4 separate regions of the Mus musculus genome follow, and all the other regions are linked to region 4. A link is a contact called in public promoter capture Hi-C and targeted proximity ligation data. All regions are on one chromosome and are shown on one strand. The core of a region is the stretch at or near the end of the contact, and the rest is flanking DNA. Distances in the headings are between cores, read along the strand shown. Region 1 holds the start of Npas4 (neuronal PAS domain protein 4). Region 2 holds the start of Tmem151a (transmembrane protein 151A). Region 3 holds the start of Pacs1 (phosphofurin acidic cluster sorting protein 1). Region 4 holds the start of Tigd3 (tigger transposable element derived 3).

What was found. Promoter capture Hi-C pulls out the DNA fragments that hold promoters and counts their contacts.
Region 1: a promoter capture Hi-C map of liver shows a contact between it and region 4, with 2.3 times the contacts expected there. A contact is called at or near these places in 2 of 39 promoter capture datasets (both in liver) and 2 of 9 other capture datasets (adipose tissue and liver).
Region 2: a targeted proximity ligation map of memory CD8 T cells shows a contact between it and region 4, with 16 read pairs. A contact is called at or near these places in 4 of 39 promoter capture datasets (hippocampal neurons, liver and pre-B cells), 1 of 130 datasets of targeted methods (memory CD8 T cells) and 1 of 9 other capture datasets (liver).
Region 3: a contact with region 4 is called in a targeted proximity ligation map of memory CD8 T cells, with 11 read pairs. A contact is called at or near these places in 2 of 39 promoter capture datasets (neutrophils and pre-B cells), 1 of 130 datasets of targeted methods (memory CD8 T cells) and 1 of 9 other capture datasets (liver).

What each region holds. Positions count from the first base shown.
Region 1 is chr19:4,987,630-4,993,279 of GRCm38.p6, forward strand. Npas4 (neuronal PAS domain protein 4) reads right to left here and starts at 2,342. Exons shown (of 8, transcript NM_153553.5): 1 at 2,013-2,342; 2 at 1,107-1,258; 3 at 830-932; 4 at 446-719; 5 at 149-258. The coding sequence starts at 2,187.
Region 2 is chr19:5,081,744-5,086,862 of GRCm38.p6, forward strand. Tmem151a (transmembrane protein 151A) reads right to left here and starts at 3,748. Exons shown (of 2, transcript NM_001001885.2): 1 at 3,555-3,748; 2 at 1-1,358. The coding sequence starts at 3,629. The coding sequence ends at 27.
Region 3 is chr19:5,270,132-5,275,864 of GRCm38.p6, forward strand. Pacs1 (phosphofurin acidic cluster sorting protein 1) reads right to left here and starts at 2,988. Exons shown (of 24, transcript NM_153129.3): 1 at 2,408-2,988. The coding sequence starts at 2,757. It overlaps Sf3b2 (splicing factor 3b, subunit 2), which reads right to left. Exons shown (of 21, transcript NM_030109.2): 19 at 4,933-5,032; 20 at 4,661-4,846; 21 at 3,790-4,396. The coding sequence ends at 4,325.
Region 4 is chr19:5,892,847-5,898,626 of GRCm38.p6, forward strand. Tigd3 (tigger transposable element derived 3) reads right to left here and starts at 1,282. Exons shown (of 2, transcript NM_001362045.1): 1 at 1,124-1,282; 2 at 1-271. The coding sequence starts at 254. Dpf2 (D4, zinc and double PHD fingers family 2) reads right to left here. Exons shown (of 11, transcript NM_011262.5): 11 at 3,670-5,780. The coding sequence ends at 5,709.

The DNA of each region.
Region 1 (5,650 bases), core at 1,092-3,591, 900 kb before region 4:
CTATTCTTGCCTTGACTTCTCATCCTCAAGCTCACTCTGTAGCCTCCGAAACTCCTTAACATCAGTTTGGACCACAGCCAGTCCCTGGCCTGTCTCCCATGCTTTCTCCCAGCTTCCTGTGTTATGCACGGCCTCTCAGGACACTCACACAGGCGGTAGTGTTGAGAAGAAGCTTGGGCCAGGTCCTCGGGGTGTAGCAGTCCATACCATGATTTACAGAGCAGTTCGCTGCGCTCAAAGCCCAGGTAGATTAGGACACTGGGAAGGTGGAAATGATGAGGTCAGCTTTCTGTTTACCTTACTCAAAATGCATGCACTTCACTCCCTCCCATGCTCTCTGCCCACTTAAGCCCCATCCTCCCTGCCCTGAATCTAAGATCACGAATCTAAAGTTCCCTTCTTTCTGGCCTCCCTTCTTACTGGAGTTTGAACACTTTGGGCTTACCTTTCAGAAACGTCCAGTAGGGCTAGGTCCTTAGCATGCCGGCTCTGGAACATGGCCAGGAAGAGAGAAGCAGGACCAGGGCCAGGGCCAGGGCCGGGGCCAGGGCGGGGTCTTGGCTCCAGTGGGGCGCAGAAAGCGGTGAACACAGGGTTTCCTGCCCAGTAGGCCCCAGGTGGGTGAGCATGGAATCGACCTCGAATAAGCACCAGTTTGTTTCCTGAACTCTGGCGCCGGAGGGACTTGGAGGTGTTGAATCGACAACGGAAAAGGCGATCTAGGTGAGCAAAAGGAAAAACTGACTAAGAGGGTGGGCATTGGAGGAGAGTAGATAGTTAGGGCAGGGCAGCAGAGGAGTAAACTGAAGAACCGAGAGGAGGTTCTTACCAGCATCCAGAGCAGAGGGCATGGTGAGCTGCTGGCGCACAGTGAGATGGTCAGCAGGGTCAATGATATCGTAGATACTGTCGCCCTGGGCAACCAGGTCCACCTAGAAAGGAGAAGTGATCATTAGTGAAGGCAGCAAGAGCCTATCTGCAACCAATGATTTTTCTTAGGGAAGACTCCCCCACACTCGCCTCTAATAACTCTGTTTTCAGTAGTGAGAGGCTCATTTTATCTCACATATACCCCAACTTGAGATGCAAGGACTTTTAGTACTCACCATAGAGTGGCCCAGATGCTCGCTCACACTCTCCGACAGGTATAGCAACTTCCCCTCAGCTGTGAATACAAGGAGAAATCCAGGTAGTGCTGCCACAATGTCTTCAAGCTCTTGAGCAGAGAGAAGCCCGGTGGGGCCAGCCAAAGGAGTGCCTGTAGGGTGAGAAGATGTGGTGAGTCAGGATAAGAATCAGGGACAACACAGAAATAAAGAGAACATCTTTTGAGTCTTGGAGAAGACACAGGAAATTCCCATAGACCTATTTCTGCCAACACCTGTTGACCCTATGCTTGTGGATCTTGGCCAGGAGACCTGTTGCTAAAACTATCTAGCCAGGGAGCCCCTGGACTTCCAAGCCTGGCCGGAACCTCAGCAGCCCTCTGCTGTCAGCACTGTGGACAGAGCTCTCCCGAAAGGACTGGGATTCAGCACCGCGGACAGCTCCTGCGAAAAGGGGCTATGGCCATTTCAGCACCGCGGGCAGCGCCAGAAAGGGTGATGGCTTCAGGACGTCGAACAGCTCCAGAGCGCATAGAAAGACCCTCTCAGCATTTTCTAGCACAAGCTACTCTTCCTCATACTTTGCCTTTGCAGGCTTTCCCTGTAGCTTGCCAGGCTTCCTTCCGTACCCTCCCCGGATTCCTGGAGTGCCTCTGAGGCAATGGGAGCCTGGACCATTCTGTTTTAGCGCTCTATCTCACACAAATCCAGTGCTAGGACTATCGTTTAGGCTAGTCTAGATGGAGCTCAGAAGAAAAAGTAGGAAGTCCAGGGTCCCCTCAAGTCCCTTCTCTCCACAGGCTTCCAGCACGCTGTGCTAGACAAGCGGCAGTTTTAGCACATTCCCTCAGCTCCTCCATCCCTGGTCCCCGTCAGCTCTGGTCTCCGGTAGCCCAAGCTGCTCACCTCCAGCAAAGAAGACACCCTTGCGAGTGTAGATGCAGGCAAGACTCATGATGTGCAGGTAGGACAGCCGGACCTTGTCCGCTTCAGCCAACGGCAGCAGCTCCTTGAGGTTCCGAATCTCGGCGTTGATCTGGTCGCGGCGCGCCTTGGAGGCGCCCTTGGTGGATCGGTACATGACTGCCGGCTGTGGAGCTCCAGCTCCGGCTCCCGAGCACCTGCGATCCTTTCCCGATGCACCGGAGGCTTCCTCTTCCTTGCTTCCCGGTCTTTTCGCTCAGGCTCTTGCTCGCTCTCGCTCCACTCCTGGGCTCCGCTCGGCAGCGCTGCCCCCCTCGCCTGCCTCGATCCGCCTTATATAGCTCCTGACAGGCGTGGGGGGCTCGTTTTTAGAGACGGGGGGGGCAGCGGGAGGCGGGAGGCTGGGCTAAAGCAAGCTGCAGAGGGAGCCACTGGCTGGGGAGGGGGGGTGCTCCTCCTCCCTCCCAGACTTCCGACGTCATCCCGTGACGTCGAACGGGAGAGGGAGGGGGCGGGGGAAGGGGGAGAAGGGAGGGTGCAGAGGGGGCCGGCTGGCAAGAGCTGTGCAGAGCCAGGAATGGGGTGCAGGGACCCAGGTTTTCCATTACATTCTATTAGGAGGAGGAACAGTACATGGATTAGGGTGGTCTGAAGCCCTTAACAAGAGAGTTTGTAGAAGGCAAAGCGAGGCTGCTATCAACATAGATTTTTCTAAGGAGGCAAAGGATGAGAAGGGGCTTGGTCCTCTGCCAATTTGCCGCCATCTGCCAGGCAGGGGTCGAAATTACATGAGGGACTTTCCTTGGCTTTTGGGGAGGGGCTAGGTCACAACTGGGGGTCTTTTCTGGGGTCTATTCAATCTGAAAGTCCCTTAGCCAGTTTCAAATAAATAATTCCTTCTTCGCCTCCATGCCCTGACCTGAGGGTCTAAATCTCCAGGATAGGGTGGAATGGTGGTCCTGTGGAGAAGAGACCACTTGAATTCGGTCTTGATCATATTTCCTTAGCACCATAGGAACACAAACATCTCCACTGTGATCTGCAGGGATTCCTTTTTCCTCTATTAGTTCATCTTAGCCACCTGTCGGGGAAACTGAGGCAAAGACCCAGGGCCTGGTGAGGATCTGGATGTGTGTTTGAACCTCTCCCACGATCCCCTCCCGCTTGTCAGCCCCCAAGACGAGCTGTTCCCCCGCCCTCTTGCGAGCCCCAGTCTCTCCGGCGGGCTGGGGGGCGGGGGCGGGGCCGGGGGAATCCCAGCTCCATATTAGGACAGGAATCCTCCGGCGGCTGCGGCGGCGGCAGCGGCGGGCGGGGCCTACCGGCCTCCGCACAGCTCTAGAAAGCTCTCCCCACTGCTTCAGCCGGGAAGAGGGGGAGGCTGCCAAGTAGCCAGGGTCTGCTGTGCCCTCAGTGGCTGCTGCACCTACCCAAGACCCTTTAATTCTGCCAGAGTCCCCTCCCCATCTCCCTTCAATTCTTGCTCCATCTTTAGCTCCAGGGCTCCTCGTTCTGCCTGTGCACTTGTCACTGAGTGAGCGCACAACATACACCTTTCTTTTTTTTTTTTTCCTTCGTTCATTGAGCGTTGGACAGTCTATCTCGGCTTTGTGGGCGCCCCCCACCCCCACCCCTCTAATTTGCACCTTTGGTTTAACTACCTGTCATGTCAGGCTTGTCTTTGTAGTGTGGCCTTTGCATCACCCCACCCCTCCAGACACACACCCCCACACACACCTTTCTTCAGTCACTTACATGCGATTGCTGTCTACACAGGGTATGGGAGCCCTTTTTTTATCCCACAACCATTTCACAAAGGACTAGAGAAACTTTTTGCCCAAAATTTCATTTAGAGTAGGAACATATAAAAGCACTTTTAGAGCCTGAAAAACAAGACCATTTAAAAAGTTGAGGGAAGCCGGGCGTGGTGGCACACGCCTTTAATCCCAGCACTTGGGAGGCAGAGGCAAGCAGATTTCTGAGTTCGAGGCCAGCCTGGTCTACAAAGTGAGTTCCAGGACAGCCAAGGCTACACAGAGAAACCCTGTCTCAAAAAACAAAAACACACAAACAAACAGAACAAAAAACAAAAAAAAATTGGGAGAGAGGGACAGAACTGGCTGCAGAAAGTTAGAGATGAACTTTGACACCAAGGAGAAAAGTTTGTGGTCAAGAAACCCCTGTTCTTCATGGAAAGGGGTGATAGCAAGAGAGGCAACGTGGAGTGAAAAGCAGGGGGTATGGGAAGAGGGTACTTTGGTGACCAGGGCCATGGCTTAGTAGGAGTTCACACTTCTATCATGCTCAAGACTTGAGTGCACTCCCTAGTAATGCCGGGGAGGGGCGGGGAGAGGTTCATGGTTGTAGAGCCCCTATCCTAATATTTTGTACAATTTTAGTTCAGATAGAAAGCATCTACATATACAACCATGTAGCCAGCCAGTGGTATAGCTGAGATGGAGAAAATGGTGTGTGTCTGTAAGACACTGTTTCCAACCTTATGGGTGACAGAAATGGTTTCTTCAGGATGTATTTCTCTCTGGCATGTTTCATCCTTATTAACTCTGATATCCCCACTCAACACCACCACTCCCTGTTCCATTCTCTTCCCTTGGTTTTTGGATTCTCTTTCCATATGCAAATCCAAGATGGAGTTTCTAGATTAGTTTCCCAAAGCTGAGGATGAAACCAGGGCTCTGTGTATGCTAGACAACCATTCTATCTCTGGGGTTCATCTCTGCCCTGTCTTCCTCACAGACAGGTGCTTTAAGCCCTGGCCAGGAGACGTTCTTGATATCTCCTCCACAATAAGTTGCATCTCTCTGCTGGGTCCACAGCTGGTCTCCAAGCAATTTAAGCAGACCTGGAAGGGGGAGGGGGGGGGGGGATGTTGTCGCTGTCCGTGGTGCTGAATGTTGCCTTCCCACTCAGAATGGTCGTGGTTTGCCTGTGACATCAAAGCCGAGCTGGGCCTCGGGATAGATGAGAATGGCATCCCGATGCTGTCATCCTCCTCATTGAGAATACATATGGGCTATTTACAGGTGTGGCTGTCAAGACTCCTCGGTTCTAGGAATTAGTTAAGCTTGGAAAGAAAATTGGGCTCAAGGGAGGAATCCTTGGATTTTTCCAGGAGGATGGACTAGGGATAAGGAACGTTGGAAGGGGAGAAGGTTCTAGAAAGGGGCAAGGGAGGGGGTAGGGAAGGGATCATCTTAGTTCGACTACTCTGATTCAAGTTGAGAAGCTCTGTATGCCCCCAATGTCTCCTCTCCCTAGGCCAGCTCCCACTCCTCTTGCCTCCCACCTCCATGAAACTATTTTTAACTGTGCAGAACCAAAAATAGCCTGGCAGCAGCTTCAGGCCGTGGGAGAAGAGCTATTTATATCACCAGTGACGGTTCCGAAATAGCAAGCAGGAGGAGGGGGGCGGCTGGCACGCTAGAGAGCTCCTGGCCGCTGCTAAAAATACTGTCAGTGTGAGTCATCCTGGCCTGGCTGAGTCACCCCACTCTCTCCCCCCCCAAGCGGCAGGCGGCGGCAGCAGCAGCAGCAAAACAGAATTGGAAGCCTGAGATGGGGGAGGTATCACAGCCTTTGGTTATGGGAAAGTGGACAAA
Region 2 (5,119 bases), core at 2,498-4,997, 810 kb before region 4:
GTTCTGGGACTGTAGGAGCGGGTACCTCAGAGTGCACCCTGCCCATCTCCCCGGCAGCCGCTGTCTCCGTGGACAATGAGCACCGGGAAGTAAAGGGCGTCCTCATAGCACGGAGGGCTTTCCAGAGGCTCCGTGTCCTCCCCTCTGCGTCCCAAGGGACCTCCACTTAAGCTTCGGAAGACCCCTGGGGTGGTTCGGCCCCCAGCACCTAGCGAGAGGCGGCTGCGACTGAAGGGTAGGCGAGGCCCGCTGGGGCGGGCAGGAGGCAGGGAGTTGCTGCTGACCGAGCGGCGGCAGCGTTGGCAGCCTCGCAGGTAGGCCCCAGAGCTGGCACCCATAACCACAGCCTCCGAGTAGCTGGGCACCAGCTGCCGGTTGGAGCAGATGTGCCACTCAAGCTCTGTGAAGTCCACGGTGGCCACGCGAGAGAGTGGTGGTCCGCTGGGCACAGCCCCTGGGGGCGGTGAGCTGGCACCGAAAAGCTTCTCCACTTGGTAGTGCACATGGGCTGTCCCATAGGCTGCCACCACTCGCAGTGGCCAGGACAGCGTGGCTGCAGACACCAGCCAGAAGACCCAGGCTCGGGCATACCAGGGTGGGCTGCGGGGGTCTGCAAAGACCATGAGGGACTCACGGAAGTCCACATCCTTCAGATGCATGCCCTCCCGGGCCTCTAGGTAGTCGTCCAGGCCCTCATTGGCACTGAAGAAGCGGGCCCTCTGCGTGAGGTACGAGGCCTCGGCCTCAGCACTCCCAAAGCTGAAGCACTTGGTGAAACGCAGCCGCGTGGCTGCGTGGTCTGCCAGGCCCACGAGCTCCTTAGAGACGTCACGGACACCATGTGCACTGTAGTCAAACTCACCCCGAGCTGTGCGACTGTCCGCCCTCTCATGGTAGACCTGTGTGGTGGTATAGGCGTCCCCATTGCGGTAGCGGGTGATCTGGCGTGTGCGGCGCACGTAGTGGTAGCTGGTGGCCTTCCACCAGACACAGGGCGGAGCCTGTTGCAGCCGGTGGATCAGGGCAAGCACTGTGTTGGCATCGGTGCGAGGCGCCTGGCATGACCGCACATGACAGTGCCAGCACTCGGCCAGGTAGAGGAGGTAGAGGAGGGAGACGAAGGCCAATGGGATGTACAGGTAGCCATCCGAGCAGGGACTGGCTGGGTAGGTGGGCGGTGGACCGCCAGCCCCACGAGCCAAGGCTGCCTCAGGCCCCAGGACCAGGCGGGGCACAGTGGCTAAGCGACACCAGGCCACCACAGCCCCACAGGCATGGATGAGCAGTGTAAGGAGCAGGCACTTCCAGTGAGACTCTCGACACAGAGAGCCTCCCAGGGACTGCTTCAGGGGCCGCTGCTGCGGGGTGGGCAGAGAAAGGAGAGGAAGATGTCAGTGGGGAACCACTAGTAGGAAGGAGGTGGACCCACTTTACAGAAGAAGAAACTGAGGCTTCTATTGATTGAGCGTTTTTTTTTTGCAGCAAGTCTCACAGTAGCAAACCTTGTTTATCTGTTATGAGCTTGCCTCCTCCTGTGCCCCGTGCCCTGCTGTTAGCAGCCCCCTACCCGAATAAGATCCCAACAGAGAAGAAATGACCCCGCCCCCCCTCCCCCAATGACTACCTAGAAATCTGATTTCTGGCAGTTGCTGTTCTGTCTCTAATCCTCTGTGTGCATTTGGCTACATTTTTACTCTCTCTGCCTCTGGATTTTGGTTATGGTGATCTAGGAGGCTGATGTGGTAAGAAGTGGTGTGTGTGTGTGTGTGTGTGTGTGTGTGTGTGTGTGTGTGCAGGCTAAGGAGCCCCAGCTCTACACCTTCTTCTCAGTGTGATTTGGGCGGACCCCTCACCTACTCCAACCCTGTTTTCTCATCTGCACACCTGGCTGTTGAGGATTCAGAGAGATCACATGTGGGAATTTGTTAGCACAGGGTCTGGCCCTGGGAATAAACACTTTTGCTGCTACCCTGTGGCTCCCACTGGTCCCCTGTTCCACAAGGGATGGCAGGAGACTCGGAAGAGGCTGTTAAGTCGGGGTGGGGGTGGGGGAGATGAGGAATGGGAGAGGTGTAAGTCTCAGGCCTAGGAGCAGATAGAGGGCCACCCTCCATCCCTAATCTGCTGAGGGAAGGGGTGGGACACAAGTTGCTGGGCAGCACAAAGTACTTTTTGACCCAAAGATCTTGGCATATTCTCCATGGTAGAACTGCCAGCCTGGCTACCTCAGCTCTGGTGTCAATAGAAGAGAAGGAAATGGGAAGGGGAAAGGGAACTGGAGAGAAAAGGTGGAGGGTATAGAGTGGGAGTCTGGGTAATGTCACCTACTCAGTCCTACCATACCTCGAGAGGCCCAAAAGGAGAGGAGACTGGCCCCCAGACCCATCCAGAGCAGCCTGGTCCCATGGTGCATGAAATTTACAGGTGCATTCTGCCACTTAGACCTGTGCCAGCCAGGGGCACACACCCACCCATCCACACCTCCAACACAGGCTCATCATAGACCCACCTACCACAAAGGAACACCATCGCTCATTAAGAAACAACAGAACCTCACTTATTTTCAGAGAACAAACATCAGGGCTGTAGCAAGGTACACCCACACACTCAAGACCACATCAGCACAGGGCATATGCACATACATGTTACACTCTGGCACCTAGACATGTAAGACCCTCACCTGACCACAGTGCATGCCTACCCCACCCTATAGCAACCTGACACCCACAGTCCATACTTAGCAACACACTAGAGAGGCACAGCATGAAATCATACACACCCACACTCTTGGGTGAAGACCCAAGGCAAGGGACCCACCAGAGGCTCACCTGACTACAGGGTATATATGTTTCTACTGAAGACACAGGGAACACATCACCAGAATTCTTTCACACACACACACACACACACACACACACACACCACAAAATGCATTTATATCCGCTCACACATGCAGACCACACACCACCCTGTTTTCCACACCTATCATCTTACACTTGGCACATCCTCCTAGCTAGAGCTGGGGAGGGGGTCTGGGGATCTCAGCCACTGGAGTGGGCCCTCAGTCCTCACCTGGGGGTGGGGGAGAGAAAGGTATCAGCAGGCTCCGCTCCTTTCTCTTCCGTTTTTCCCTCCCCCACCTCCAGTCCCTGCCACCGCTACTGCATTGCAGGCACCGCCCGACACCTCGTGAGCAACTGGGCTGGACTGGGGGCCTGACCCCATGGCCCAAGCAGTCACGGACAGCATCCCCGGCTGCGCTATGGAACAGGGACGTGTGGGGGCCACAGGGGCTGACGTCACAGGACAGGAGAAGATGGTTGAGGGGGCGTCGAGGGTCAGGGTCTCCCCTACATTCCTGCCATCTATTCCTGCCTTGACCTACGTGGATCCCGAAGCCTCGACCCCTACCAGAACGCTGTCTCCCCAATGACGTCATTGCTGGAGGGGCTCCGGGACTTTCCTCCTCAATCCCTCTCCGGGGATCGCCCCTCTACTTGTCCCCTTCACCTCTCTACAGCCCTGGCTTCTTTCCCACTACTCGCCCCCGGTACCTCCTCTCGCAGCGGCTCGCCGTCCGGAACGAGCGCGGGCACCTCCCCGCAGTCTCCACCTTCGCCCTCCGGCATGGTGTCCTGGCTGCTTCGGCTGCCAGGCCCTGGCTCGGGGCATGATAAGCAGGGGTGCGGGGGGGCTGCGGTGCGGCCCCGAGGGGCGTCCGCTCGGCTCGGCGGCCGCTGAAGAGTGCGCGGAGCCCAGCCCGAGCGCGGCGGCGTTGGCGGCCGCGGTGCCCGGCGCCCCGCCCTCCGCTGACCCCGCCCCCGCAGCACCGGTGGCGCCGCTGGCCGCGCCTGGCACCGCGGGCACACCCCATCTCCACCCCCTCGCCTGTGGGAAGCCCAGTCTGGACCGCCGGACGCCTGGTTTCTCTAGCCGCGCTCGCGCTTGCGACCTTGGGCGAGTCCTTGCTCTGCGGCACCCGAGTCTCCCCAACTGAGTAATGAAGACGGCCATGGTGGGTGGACGTCCGCAGGTTCCTCTCTAGGGAATAGGCCCAGCACTAAGCCCACCCAGACTTCACCCCATAAGCTTTGCTTGTTGACAGTTAATACCCAGAAGGGAAAGACAGTCTCATCTGCTGGATTACAGGCTGGTGGGCTGGAGCCAGGGCACCAGGAACTCTAGGCTGCGCGACTTTTGACCAGCATGTTCAAGCCATAAACTCAGCCTTTCTATCTGAGAAATGGGAATGATAATATGTTGGATTAAAGTCACTAGCATGTTTAGGCCAGGCGGGGGCGGGGTGTGTGTGTGATAGGTTTGCCCTGCATGGGACACCCTTTTCTCAGGTGTGTATAGCTCACGGGGCTGGTTTCTCACATTTCAGAGGCCTCAAATTCAGAGATTCACCTACCTCTGCCTCCTGAGCTGGGACTAAAAGTATATTTCACTGTCCTCCATCTTTGCTTATTTTGTGTTTACTTTTAAAATTACTATTTTATTTTATATGTGTTTTGCCTGTATGTTTGTCTGTACACCACATACAAGCAGTGCCCACAGAGGGCAGAGGAGGGTGTTCGATCCCCTGGAACTGGAATGATAGATGGTTGTGAGCTGCTGAGTGAATAATGGGAATCTAAGCAGGTCCTTTGGAAGAGCGACCATCTCTCCAACCGCACCCATTTGTTTACTTATTGGGCCTAAATGTTTTCTGGCTATTGTCTATATGTAGTTAGTGTGCCTGGGCACTAGGAAGACATAGATAGGTGTTAGGAATGACATAGTTCCTGTCCTCATGGAAAATATTCAGGGAAAATCTGATTAAAGAGGGGTTTAGAACCCAGACTCTAGCCATCACTCTGGGCCATGGTCAAGCCTCCGTTCCCTTTGTCCCTCTGTAAGGGCTAAAGTGATCCCCCCTTTTATTTTTATTTTTTAAAGGTGTATTTATTTTATGTATGAGTGCTCTATCTGCACGTACACCTGCATGCCAGAAGAGGGCATCAGATCCCATTACAGATGGTTGTGAGCCACCATGTGGTTTCTGGGAATTGAAGTCAGGACCTCTGGGTTTTTTTGATTGTTTGTTTGTTTGGTTGGTTGTTTTTTTTTTTTTTTT
Region 3 (5,733 bases), core at 1,738-4,237, 620 kb before region 4:
TAAGGGCTAAAAGCAAAGTCATAGAAGGGCAGAAGACAGGCCAGGACTGGTCAGTAAACAAGACATAGCCATACACATCTACATATAGAATGCCTACCCTGTTTCTGGAGCTAGTAACTTATTATTGCAGACTTTTTAGTAACCAAGAGTTCTTACGGTCAAATCAAAACTCAGTGGTGATTCTATTTGTTTCCCTTTATGACAGCTTCTGCCCATCAATGCACGCTTTTTCAATCTAACAAGCTAGACAAGGCCACGATCCAAAGTAGAACATGTTTTATTAACAGCAGACCCATGCAGGGTGGAGCACAGGACTTTTATGCAAGGAAGAGGTGAATACCATACTTCAACAATGGACAGGCCCACATAAAAATAAAAAGAGGCCTGCTCAGGACCAAAAGGCATGCCATTCCACAGTGAGCTCTAATTTGAGTTTGGTGTCATGCTAGGGCTCTGGCCAAAGTAAATTACTGTGGTTCCTGATTTCCTCAAAGGAGGACAAAGAGGACACTATAAATCAGTGCAGGGACTACTGTGCACAAAGGGATGAAACGTGGAGGGCAGAAATGGCAAACAGTCTAGTACCATCTCTTGAAGCTTCAAATCCACACTCTCCAAGTATCAACTCCACTCCTTTATATATGCTTCGTATATACTTATGTGTGTATGTACATATAAATATAAATATATTCAAACACACACACACATATACTTTATATATACTTCAAACATACTCTAAAGAAACTTCTGCCCAAGAGCACAAATCCTGAGCAAATACATACATATATACATACATACTTACACATACACACACACACACAAAACTGCCCATGTTAACAGGGAACAACCTAAATATTTATCAGAGTCATATATTAGTTCATATAACCAAATACTATACATTAGAGAAAGTACTAAAAACTAGAGCTACTAGACAACATTGATGATTTGCATAAGCCTGAGTTAAAAGTGACAGGCTACATACAATATAAGAACATTTCTGCAAGCTCCAAAAAAACGTTGAAGCCAAGAGTAGTGGTGCACACCTTTAATACTAGCAACTGGGAAGGCAGGAGGCAGGCAGATCTCTGTGAGTTCCAGGCTAGCCAAGGCAAGTAAGATCCTGTCTCAAAAACAAACAAACAAAAATAAAAAACACACAAAACTAAAAAATATATTTACAGACTTATATGTAGTACACTGTAATGGGGGGGGGGGCATAATTCAGAAGTGTGTAGGGGAAGCCAGAATGTAATTCAGCAAGGAACCTGGAGAGTTTGACAGGTGGGGTAATGTTCTATATTTTTCAATAAATGACATAAGAAAGATGTGCTTGTGTCATCATTTTTCATGCCCTATATATTGGTACAATGTTGTGGTGTGATGTTGTTCAAAATAAAGGGAGAGAAAGAAACACCAGCAGAGTTGAGTTGAGGGTGGAACCCCACAGGGCACCCAATCTCTGGCTTACAGGCACATCCACCTGCTCTGCTGGACTCACAGGGTAAGAAAGAACAGAACCTGAGAATCAACTCGGTTTAGAAGCACAAAATGAACACCTCCAGGCATTTCTTTGTGCTTACTGGGCAAAACCAACCCTGCAGGCTGTCTTAGCATAGGGTCAATCCAACACACTGTCCCCAAAGAAGTATATACAACAACTGCTTTGCCATAGAGAAACAAGCATAATTTTTTGATGCAAGTTTTCAGATAGTTCCAATGGACAGAAAAATGGGTTGAATTTAGGAACAAGGCAGTCATTTTACAGAGCTCATAGGAACCTGGAGACTCTGTGACCAGTATCTAGTGGAGGAGGAAATGAAAACTTGCATTTAAGAACACATTCAACTGATGTCCAAACTAAGAGCACAGAGTACCCAGAGAATGTGTGTAGCATGAAGAACATATGAATGTATGTACTGAACCCCCAAGTGTTAACCAGCTTTACCTGCAACAGGTGACAAATGAATTTGGCACATGCTAAGTACGTTGGGAAAGAACTATATCAAAGCCATCTTTACCACATCTGTGTAACATTAACATATGTACAGCCCACGGGCGCCAGTGAGGCAGGAAGAAGAGTGACTTACTGACCGTAAGGAAGGCCAGATTCGGTCAGACCCAGCCAAGGAAGGCCACTGGGCTGGGTCCCCGAGGCCACCATTGCTCCAGGAGGACAGGAGGGTGGTTCGAGCCAAGGCGGAAGGTGGGACTGCTGGAGAGGGCAGGCCCACACAACAGTCTTGGAAGGCCCAGGAGAAGACAGCCCCCACCCCCCAAAGCCAAGATGAGCTAGGAGTGGAGGACGTACCCTCCACTCGCCCCGGAGAGATGGGGAGGCGGGGCCTGTCACAGAGCCAGCCTGGCGGTCCCCTAGGCCAACACCTTTTCCCAGCCGCCCGTTGCTCACCTGGGCACGCAGCTGGATGAGCTCCGGTCCACCTCCCAGGTAGCATACAAATTCATCTGCACTGGGGCGGGGGTGCGGCCTGGTCCTGGACCGCCCGGAGGCGCAGAGCCCGAGGCCACCGCGACGGCCATGGAGGTGGAGGTGGAGGAGGACGAGGAGGAGGCGGCCGCAGCCGAGGTGGACGAGGAGGACGAGGTGGCCTGGGCCAGCTTGGGGGGCGTCGGCTGTTGAGGCTGCGGCGGCTGCTGCTGCGGCTGCTGCTGCGGGGACTGGGCGACCCCAGAGCCCCGCTGACTGCTGCCGCCCCCGGAGCCTCCGGGACCACCGCCCGCCCCTCCGCGTTCCGCCATGGCCTGGCCAGGGGAGGAAGGGGCGCGGGGCTTACGCAGACTGAGGGCACGCGAGCGACTCTCAGGCTTCCCCCCGCGGCGGCAGCGGCTCAGCGCGTCTCCTCAGAACGCCCGGCGGAGCGCGAGCCACCAGCGAATCTGCACGCACGCGCGGGCTTTCGCTGCGCGCGGTCCTCGCGCTCGCCCGCCGCCGCCTGTTGCGGCCCGCGAGGCCCAGACACTGGGTGGGCGTGTCCGAAAGGGGCGGGGAGCCGCGGCCCCACCCAGACCGGCGCCGAGGGGCGGGGCCAGACTCGCGCTCGGCCCCGCGGCCCCCGGGAAGGGGCTACAGCCCGCGCGCTCTCGCGGCGCGGCCCTGGAGTCCCTAGCAGGCCTCGGCGTGCAGGCTCCGCGCCCCTCCTCCCTCCGCCCTCCTCGGGCGGCTGCTACCCCGCCAGCGGAAACCCGGGTTTTCCGGGGCGCGGTCCCGGACCGGAGAAGACTGTACGAGAGCGCGCTCAGCCCCTGGGATCTGCAGTACACGTAGTTCTGGTCACGCGTTGCATGGAAATCGGATAGCCCGCTGTGGCGACCCCTTCTGTGGTTATTTCGCCCACTTCTGCAAAAGAAGCAGTAGGTAGAGATCCAGGGGCCGGCCACCACCTAAGGAGCTTAAGTTCCAGCTTGACTGTGGGCAGGAGCCAGTTGAGCTAAGGTTGTCTAGGTCCAACAGCCTTTCTTGGTACAGCGCCCCCGACACAGCCTTCTTTACAAAAGTCCCAGAGTGCCTCGGTGCTTTCTCAATTTCTAGAATTCTATTTCTCTCAAGGCCTGATCAGCTGCCATCCCCACACACCCCCACCCTACCTAGAGCTCTTGCACTCTCCTACACCCACACCTTCTCCCCAGTACTTGAGCAAATGTTATGGAATCCTGTGCTCCAACCTAGTCTAGTTTTTCAAAAAACTTCTCAGAACTCAGTGACGAAGACAAAACAAGCCCTTCAAACCCACCCACCCACCAACACACACACACACTAGTAAATCCAAGTAGTTAGCCAGTACTCTGGAACAATTGAGATTTTATTTAGAGACAGATGTTCTCCAATAGGTAAGAAATCGGCCTTTCTGCCACAAGGTCAATGAGGAAGGCCTGACCTGGCCTACTTCCCTAGCCTACAGTTACTTCCCAGCCTAGCCACGGTGCTAAGCTGGCTATTTTTATTCCCCACGGACAAAGCAGTAAGGTCAGACCAGACCCAAAGGTACCTTCAGCAGAGCCTTCACACACAGGAGGGGTAGGGATAGTGAACTACCCACAAGTTCAGTTCAGAACTACAGTCCCATAGTCCTATGGGCCATCTGTGATTACAGGCAAGAAGTAGATGCTTTTGCAGAAGCTAAAAGAGAGAGAGGTTCAAGAGCGCCTGTATTCATCCTTCCTTGGGAAACAGCTTTATTTACAAAACAAGTCTAAAATAAGAACAGGAAGTGACGAGCCTAGGGAGTCCAGATCTAGCTTTAGGGAGCCACAGAGAAAGCCCAGACATACAAAGAGCCTAAAGGCAGGCCAGCTATGCGAGCAGGACCTAAAATTTGAACTCCTTGTATTTCTTGCTGCCCCCACGGCTGTCCTGGGGCTGAGCTTTCCGTTTCTTTTGCTGTAGGAGAGAGAGAGAGAGAAGTTACAATAGGTTAGACAACCCCAGACAGGAGGCAGCCTGACCCAGACATAAAATTAAGGTAAAAAGCACTGAAACCACACTCTCCTCTCCCCCTGAGAGCTAAATGACTTCCTTCCTCTTCCTGAACTTAAGAGACTGCCACCAATGGAGCATCTCGGAGACCTTCAGGCACCGAGTCCACCCGCCTCTCCCTCCACCAGAAAGGACAGCCCTCCTCCTAGGCCCACAGGTTGCTCCCACCTTCTGCTTAGCAGCATGCTCAGCCACCATGTCGCTGAAGTCTTCCTTCTCTACTTGTGCCTGCTGCTCCCGAACGTGCTCCTCGTACTTCTGCGTCATGGCCATGGGGTCCAACTCCAATTCCTCAGGCGCCAGCGCTACTTCCACACCTTGCAATTCAGGGGCTGGGCCCTTCCGGCTCATAACCTGAAAAATTCAGAACCTTATTATCTCCAGACTCTCAGAAACGCGGGCTCCATCTCAGTTACAAAACAATGTTCTCCAATGCTTACCGTGGACATGTCATAAATGTGGGTGGATCCCATCATGGCTCCCCCAACAGTGGCTGTTCTCTTCTCTGGCAATACAGTGAATAACTGAGGTGTCTCACTTCTGCAAAGGACAAGAAAATAAAACCCAATAAGGGGCAAAAGGGTCTCCTGAGTCAAAAGAAACATAAGTGACACTTGAATTCTAAGAGAATCCCAAGATAACTACGGCTGAAGGTTCTGCCACTGAAGGAGGCCCATAAGAAACGCTGGGTGAGGGGTGTGGAGTGGGGTCAGTACTGGCCCCACAGGACACAATCTGTAAGGGGTACAGAGACTAAGCTAAGGGATCCTTTAAGCCAAGACTCATAAGGAAGCATTAGTGGACAAAGAGGCTAAAGCTTCATAGAAAGCTTTCCAACAGAGAAGCTGTCAAAAGAACAGGTGAGGGCCAGCAAAATAGCACAGCTGATAAAAATCCTTGCTGTACAAACCTGACTGAGTCCCATCCCTGGAACCCACATAAAGGAGAAAAGAGAAAACCAATTCCACACACAGGCGCACACACACGCACGCGAGCACACACACACACACACACACACACACACACACACACGCCCCCCCATACACGCCCACATGCGCATGCGCGCGCGCACGCGCACACACACACACACACACACACACACACATCAAGTATGCACACACAGTAACGTTGATTGCTTTTCTAAAAGATCGAAGTCAGGTCTGGTGCTGTACTCAGCACTTCAAAGGCTAAGGCAGGCGGATATTTGTGAGTGTGAGTAAGAGACCAGCCTGGGCTACATA
Region 4 (5,780 bases), core at 32-2,531:
CACAGTAGAGCCTCATCGATCCCACTGTATTTGGATTCACGCTTCCGCTTCCGCTCGTGGTTGGCTGTGCCACTGCACCAGTCTGCCAACAGCTTCTCCTTATTCTTGCAGATCCGTGAGATCTGGGGCTGTGAGACCTGGAAGCGCCGGGCCACCTCTGACTGGGACATCTTAGACTCATCCAAGAGTTCCAGCACCTGGATCTTCTCAGCCAGGGACAGGGCGTGAAGCTTCTTCTTGGTGTTCAGCTCCATGACTCCCTGGGAAGCTGCTGGGGGAAGAAAAGTAGGAGAGCGTGCCAATGGCTGAGAGCAAGAAGAACAGAAGAGGTCGGGACCCCTGAAGCCAGAGCAATTCTCTGGAATGCAGAAAGCTGGAGGAGACCAGGCCAGCTGAAAGAGACATGAGATGGCCAGGCTGTGGGAGGAGAGGGCTAGACCCAGAAGAGAGCTGGCAGAGTCGAGTGTTTCTGGTCCGAAGTGGAGAGAATTCTGGGCTGGGGTTTGGTATTGATGGGGTGGAAGGATGAATAGAGGCTAAAGCACAGCTGTAAAGACAACCAGGAGACAGCTGCAGGGACAACAAAGGAGCAAAAACAAGGAGAGGCCTGGGGCTGAGGCTGAGCGGGGCAGGTGTAGGGGACATTCAGGGTGCCAGGGAGGAGTCCCCTGAGAGGAGATGAGGAGGAGGAGGACCTAGGTTGAATTTTGATGGCTGAAGGCAGGTGGTAGACTGAACGGACAGAGTCGAGATGAACAGGTGAGATGGTACAGATGACAAAGCCAGATGGATGGTGTCTGAAGGCGCTAGTACAATTCGGCGCTGGCAAGGCGGGGTGGTAAAGCTACCCAACGGTTCAACCAGGAGAGTGAAGATGCCAAGACGACAAAGGGAGACAGGGTGAGGAGGATGAGGGCAAAAGGGAAGAAGTGTCCTCTGCCCAGTGATAGCCTGGAGTGATATCAGAGAGAAGGGAGCACCGGCCAGGAAGCAGGCGGCTCGAGCGCTGGGCTCTGCGCCCTGGTTCGCTGAGTTGACCCCTCGTCAGTCGGCTGGACGGACACAGGCGTCGACCCCAGCCCGCCCGCCCACCCGGCTACAGGGCCTCCCGCTCCGCACCCACCTCCAGGCGCCGTCCCGCGCCTCCAGTCCCTGCCCCAGCCAGGTTCCTGGGCCTCAGCAGAACCAGAGAGTGACGGGCGCCGCGACCCGAGGACAGAGCGCGCCGAGAGGCTGCTCTGGAGCGGGCGCGCGCAGAGCGCGCACAGCCCTCACCCGGGTCTCTCAAGGCTGGGAAAACCTCGTCGCGGCCCCTCCGCAGCCCCGCCCTAACAAACTGATTAGCCATCAGCGGCAACTTGTCCCGCCTCCAGTTACATCTGATTGGATGCTGTGGAAGTGGCGGTTTGTCAGCCCTCCGGAGGAGGAGCTTCCTGAGTGGAGGGGTCTGGCGGGAAGAACCGGCCTTAGTGCCTATCACTTGTCGACCAGCCGGCGTGCCTTGACAGCCACCCAGGTGATTTCGACCCCATCCCTACGTGGTACCTAACTGGGATACCGGCCCTCCAGGATTTGTTTTGGAAACAAGATGAAAGGAGAAAATGAATGAATGTAAGCTTTTAGTCACAAAAGAGTTACCATGGACAGCGCTGGCCTCTGGTCTTGCCAACGGCCTACAAAATACACCGGTGGCAAGAAAGGACATTTTTTTTTTTAACCAGTTTTGGTGGGTCACGGCAAGATCTAAATTCCTGTTAGTCACTTCCCTCCTTTGTAACTAGGTGTAGATAACTTAGCCCTCCCTGCCCCTAAACAGCCAGGACCCCACTTTTTCATAGGTTTTGAGCCTATCCATTTACCACTGGATGCTGTCAGTCTCTCCAAGTGTCGTCTCCTGCGAACCAAATATTTTCTCTTAAATCTATTTTAGTGGTCTCATCTGCACATTTCTTTTTTGGCCCTCAAGACTACTCAGTTGCTAAGGATTAGTGCCTGACTCCCTGTACTCCTGGCCTACATAGCAGAACAGGCAGTGCATAGTCCAGACAACTCTGTGCAGTAGCAGGCCAGGGCTCAGCTTTCTCTGGCAACAGTGACCTCAGGGTGCTCTAGGAAAATCTGAGCACACTTCAGTCGATATATAAGTATTTAGCTAGAGAGGTTTGGGAGGGGTTCCCTTCCTTGTTGAGGCAGGGCTTTGCTGTGTAGCATACTCCCAGTTGGATGTTAAGCTTCCTGCAGATTCTGTCTCTGACTTCCATGTCCCTCTAAGAGTGCTGGAATAAGGGCTGGTGAGATGGCTCAGCGGGTAAGAGCACCCGACTGCTCTTCTGAAGGTCCTGAGTACAAGTCCCAGCAACCACATGGTGGCTCACAACCATCCTTAAGGAGATCTGACTGGTGTGTCTGAAGATAGCTGCAGTGTACTTACATATAATAAATAAATTTAAAAAAAAGAGTGCTGGAATAACACACATCATCCAGCTCCTTATCTGGGATGCAGGGACAAAATTCAGGTGGTCAGGTTCACAGTCAAAGTGCTTGTCTTGGACAGGGGTACGATGCCAATAAATAAATGAATGGGGAAAAAAGAGAGAAGAGAAGAGAAGAGAAGAGAAGAGAAGAGAAGAGAAGAGAAGAGAAGGGAAAAGTGCTTTAACTAGCTGAGCCATCTCCCAGTTGTTTAGAATCTCAAAGTGGGGCTGGTGACATAGTTTAGCAGTTTAAACAGGAGACCAGAGTTCAGGAGCTGAAGAGATGGTGAAGAGCACTGTCTGCTCTTCTAAAGGTCTTGGATTGTATTCCCAGCCCCTCAAAACCACCTTTAACTCCAGCTCCAGGCTATCTTGGATACTTGGTACACAGACTTATATGCAGGCAAAATATTTCTTCAAAACAAAACAAAACCCACAAAGACCAATGTTCAGTGACTCAAAACTGCTTGTAATTTCAGCTCTAGGGGATCTGATACCCTCTCATCCTGCCTCTGCACTAACATGCATATACTCAAATACTTTTTCTTAAAACAGGGTTTTCTGAGGCTGGAGCTATGGCTCAGCAGTTAAGAACACTGACTGCTCTTCCAGAGGTTCTGAGTTCAATTCCCAGCAACCACATGGTGGCCTACAAACATCTGAAATGGAACCCAATGCCCTCTTCTGGTATGTCTGAAGACAGCTACTGTTTACTCATATAAATAAAATTTTAAAAATAACCGGGCGTGGTGGCCCACACCTTTAATCCCAGCACTTGGGAGGCAGAGGCAGGAGGATTTCTGAGTTTGAGGCCAGCTTGGTCTACAGAGTGAGTTCCAGGAGAGCCAGGGCTACAACAGAGAAACCCTGTCTCGAAACAAACAAACAAACAAACAAACAAACAGATCTAAAAAAAAAAAAGTCTCCATATTTAGCCTGGCTGTCCTGGAACTTGCTCTGTACACCAGCCTAGCCTTGACTCCTGAGTGCTAGGTCTAAAGGCCTGTGCCTCCATGGCCAAGCTCATGTTTTTAAGATGTTAATATTTGGGCTGGAGAGATGGCTTAGAGGTAAAGAGCACTGGGTGCTCTTCCAGAGGTCCTAGCAACCATACTGGTTCACAACCATCCATAGATGTAATCTAATGCCATCTTCTGGCATGCAGGTGTACATGCAGACAGAGCACTCATACATAAAATAAATAAATCTTTAAAAGAAAAAAGTTAAAATGTTAATACATACCAAGTGAGCTATACAAGATCCACTATATAACATCCAAGTACTAATCTGGCTGGATATAAACTCACTCACGGTCTGCACATGACACCCTGCACTGTGGACAATTCTGGCTTTGCAACTCTGCTTTGGCTTAGCAATCCGACAGGCAATGAAAAGGTTCATCAGATGACAGGATCTGAGGTTACTCTCCTCTCGGCTTCTTTTGTTCTACGATGACACTGGTAGGTTTGTAGATGGATGAAGATGAGTGGGCAGGTGGGTGTTTGCAGGAGCACAGTTGACCTCCCCAGCTCCTGGAGCTGGAGCTACAGGTGGTTGTGAGCCACCGGATTTGAGTGCTGGGAACCAAACTTGGCCCTCTGCAAGAACAACGAGCATCCTCTCCTCTGCTGCGCTCTCTCTCCAGGCTTAACTCATAACTCCTTGGAGTTTAAAGCACAAACAAGCTTCTGGGTTCACTTTAACCAGGAGACACTGCAGTGCCATAGATCTGCCGCACCTCCGCCTACATATTCACACCGAGTAAAGTCTTTCCAACCAGCCAAAAGCACAGATACAGAGAAAATGCTAAAGTTGATTTTAACCCAATTTTTGTATTAATTAGCTTCATCCTTTATACCACTAAATTGTTATAAATCTGAATTTACATAACAAAACTAACAAAATAATTTTACATGGTGGAGTTTAACAAAAACTTTGATTTTGGGAGAAAAAGTTGTTTCAATTTAAAACAACCAACCACCACCAACAAAAAACCCTATTGTCGTAAGTTTGAAATGAAACAACCTTTCAACAAGGAGTCAAGAGACAAACTGTCCAGCAGAAGACTCTGTAAAAATGTTTATTTTTACTAATGTTTTGAATACAGGAACTAAATATGCGAGGGGGGGCCCTCAACTTTGCAGAAAACAGTTAGGGCCTGCCCACAGCCAAGGGGGAAGCCCACTCTCTAGAGTACTGCAGAGGACTGTCCCCTCCTACTTAATGTCAGTGCCACTAAGCAGGAAACAGAAAACTCAGGGTGTGAAGACCTTACCAGCTACTAGCTAGCGTGCAAGGAAAGGGGACCATCCTGTGTCCTGGGAGCCAGGATACACAGGCAGGAGGCAGAGGCTCCTAATTTAGTTAAGGACAGGAGGCTGAATGCCCAGGTTCAGGAAGAACAAAAAGGGAATTTTGGAGGTAGGCTTTTTTATCGAGTTAAAAAACAGGCACATTATCCAACTTCTCCCTGTGGCCCCCAAGCTGCTGGCCCAGCCCCTGACACTATCCCTCTCCCTACAAAAGCAAAGGGACTAAGGATGGGGGCAGAAGATGGGAAGTTCTGAGGATAGGAAATGTCTGGGTAGCCAGAGCGCACCTGTGAGCAAGCCACCAAGCACAGGGAGGACAGGTTTGAAGCTGCTCGTCCCTTTGTGGGACAGGGCAGAGCCAGGAGGTGCCCGAGAACATTCTAGCTCAAGCACAGAACCCCATGTAGCATGACAGAGGACAGGGGACTGCTTTGGCAGGAGGCAAAGGGAAGCAGAACTAGGGTATGAAAAGGTCCTGGCAAGTGCCACTCAGCCAGCTCACTCCAGCTGCTTCCAGGAAAGGCCCAGCCTGGCTCATCTCTGGGGCAAAACCCTGGAAACCAAAGGGGGTTTGGGGGAAGAGGGGTGGGCAAGGCTTGAGACAAGTGAGCTGCTCTCATATTCCTTCTCAGAGGACCCCATTTGAGCCCTGTAATCACCAGGGTCTTAGGCCCAAGGCAGGCAGAGTGAATGCACTTCTTGGAGAGCAGAGAGAAGTTGGACCCACAGGTCAGCCCTGGAGCAGCACGCTGCTCCTTACTCCCTGAGGGCTCGGGGCTAGAGGCAGTCAGAGCTGCCACCTCCCTGTGCTGTTGCCAACGGAGGTTGGCAGGACTACAGAGTGAAAGAGGAGAGAGGGGCAATGGAAACCAAGGTAGAGAGGAGAGCAACGGCCTTAGATGCAGGGGAGCTGGGTGGCACATCAGGAGGAGTTCTGGTTCTGGTAGATGGATGCTTTCTCCTTCAGCAGATCCAGACACAGGTGGCAACTCCA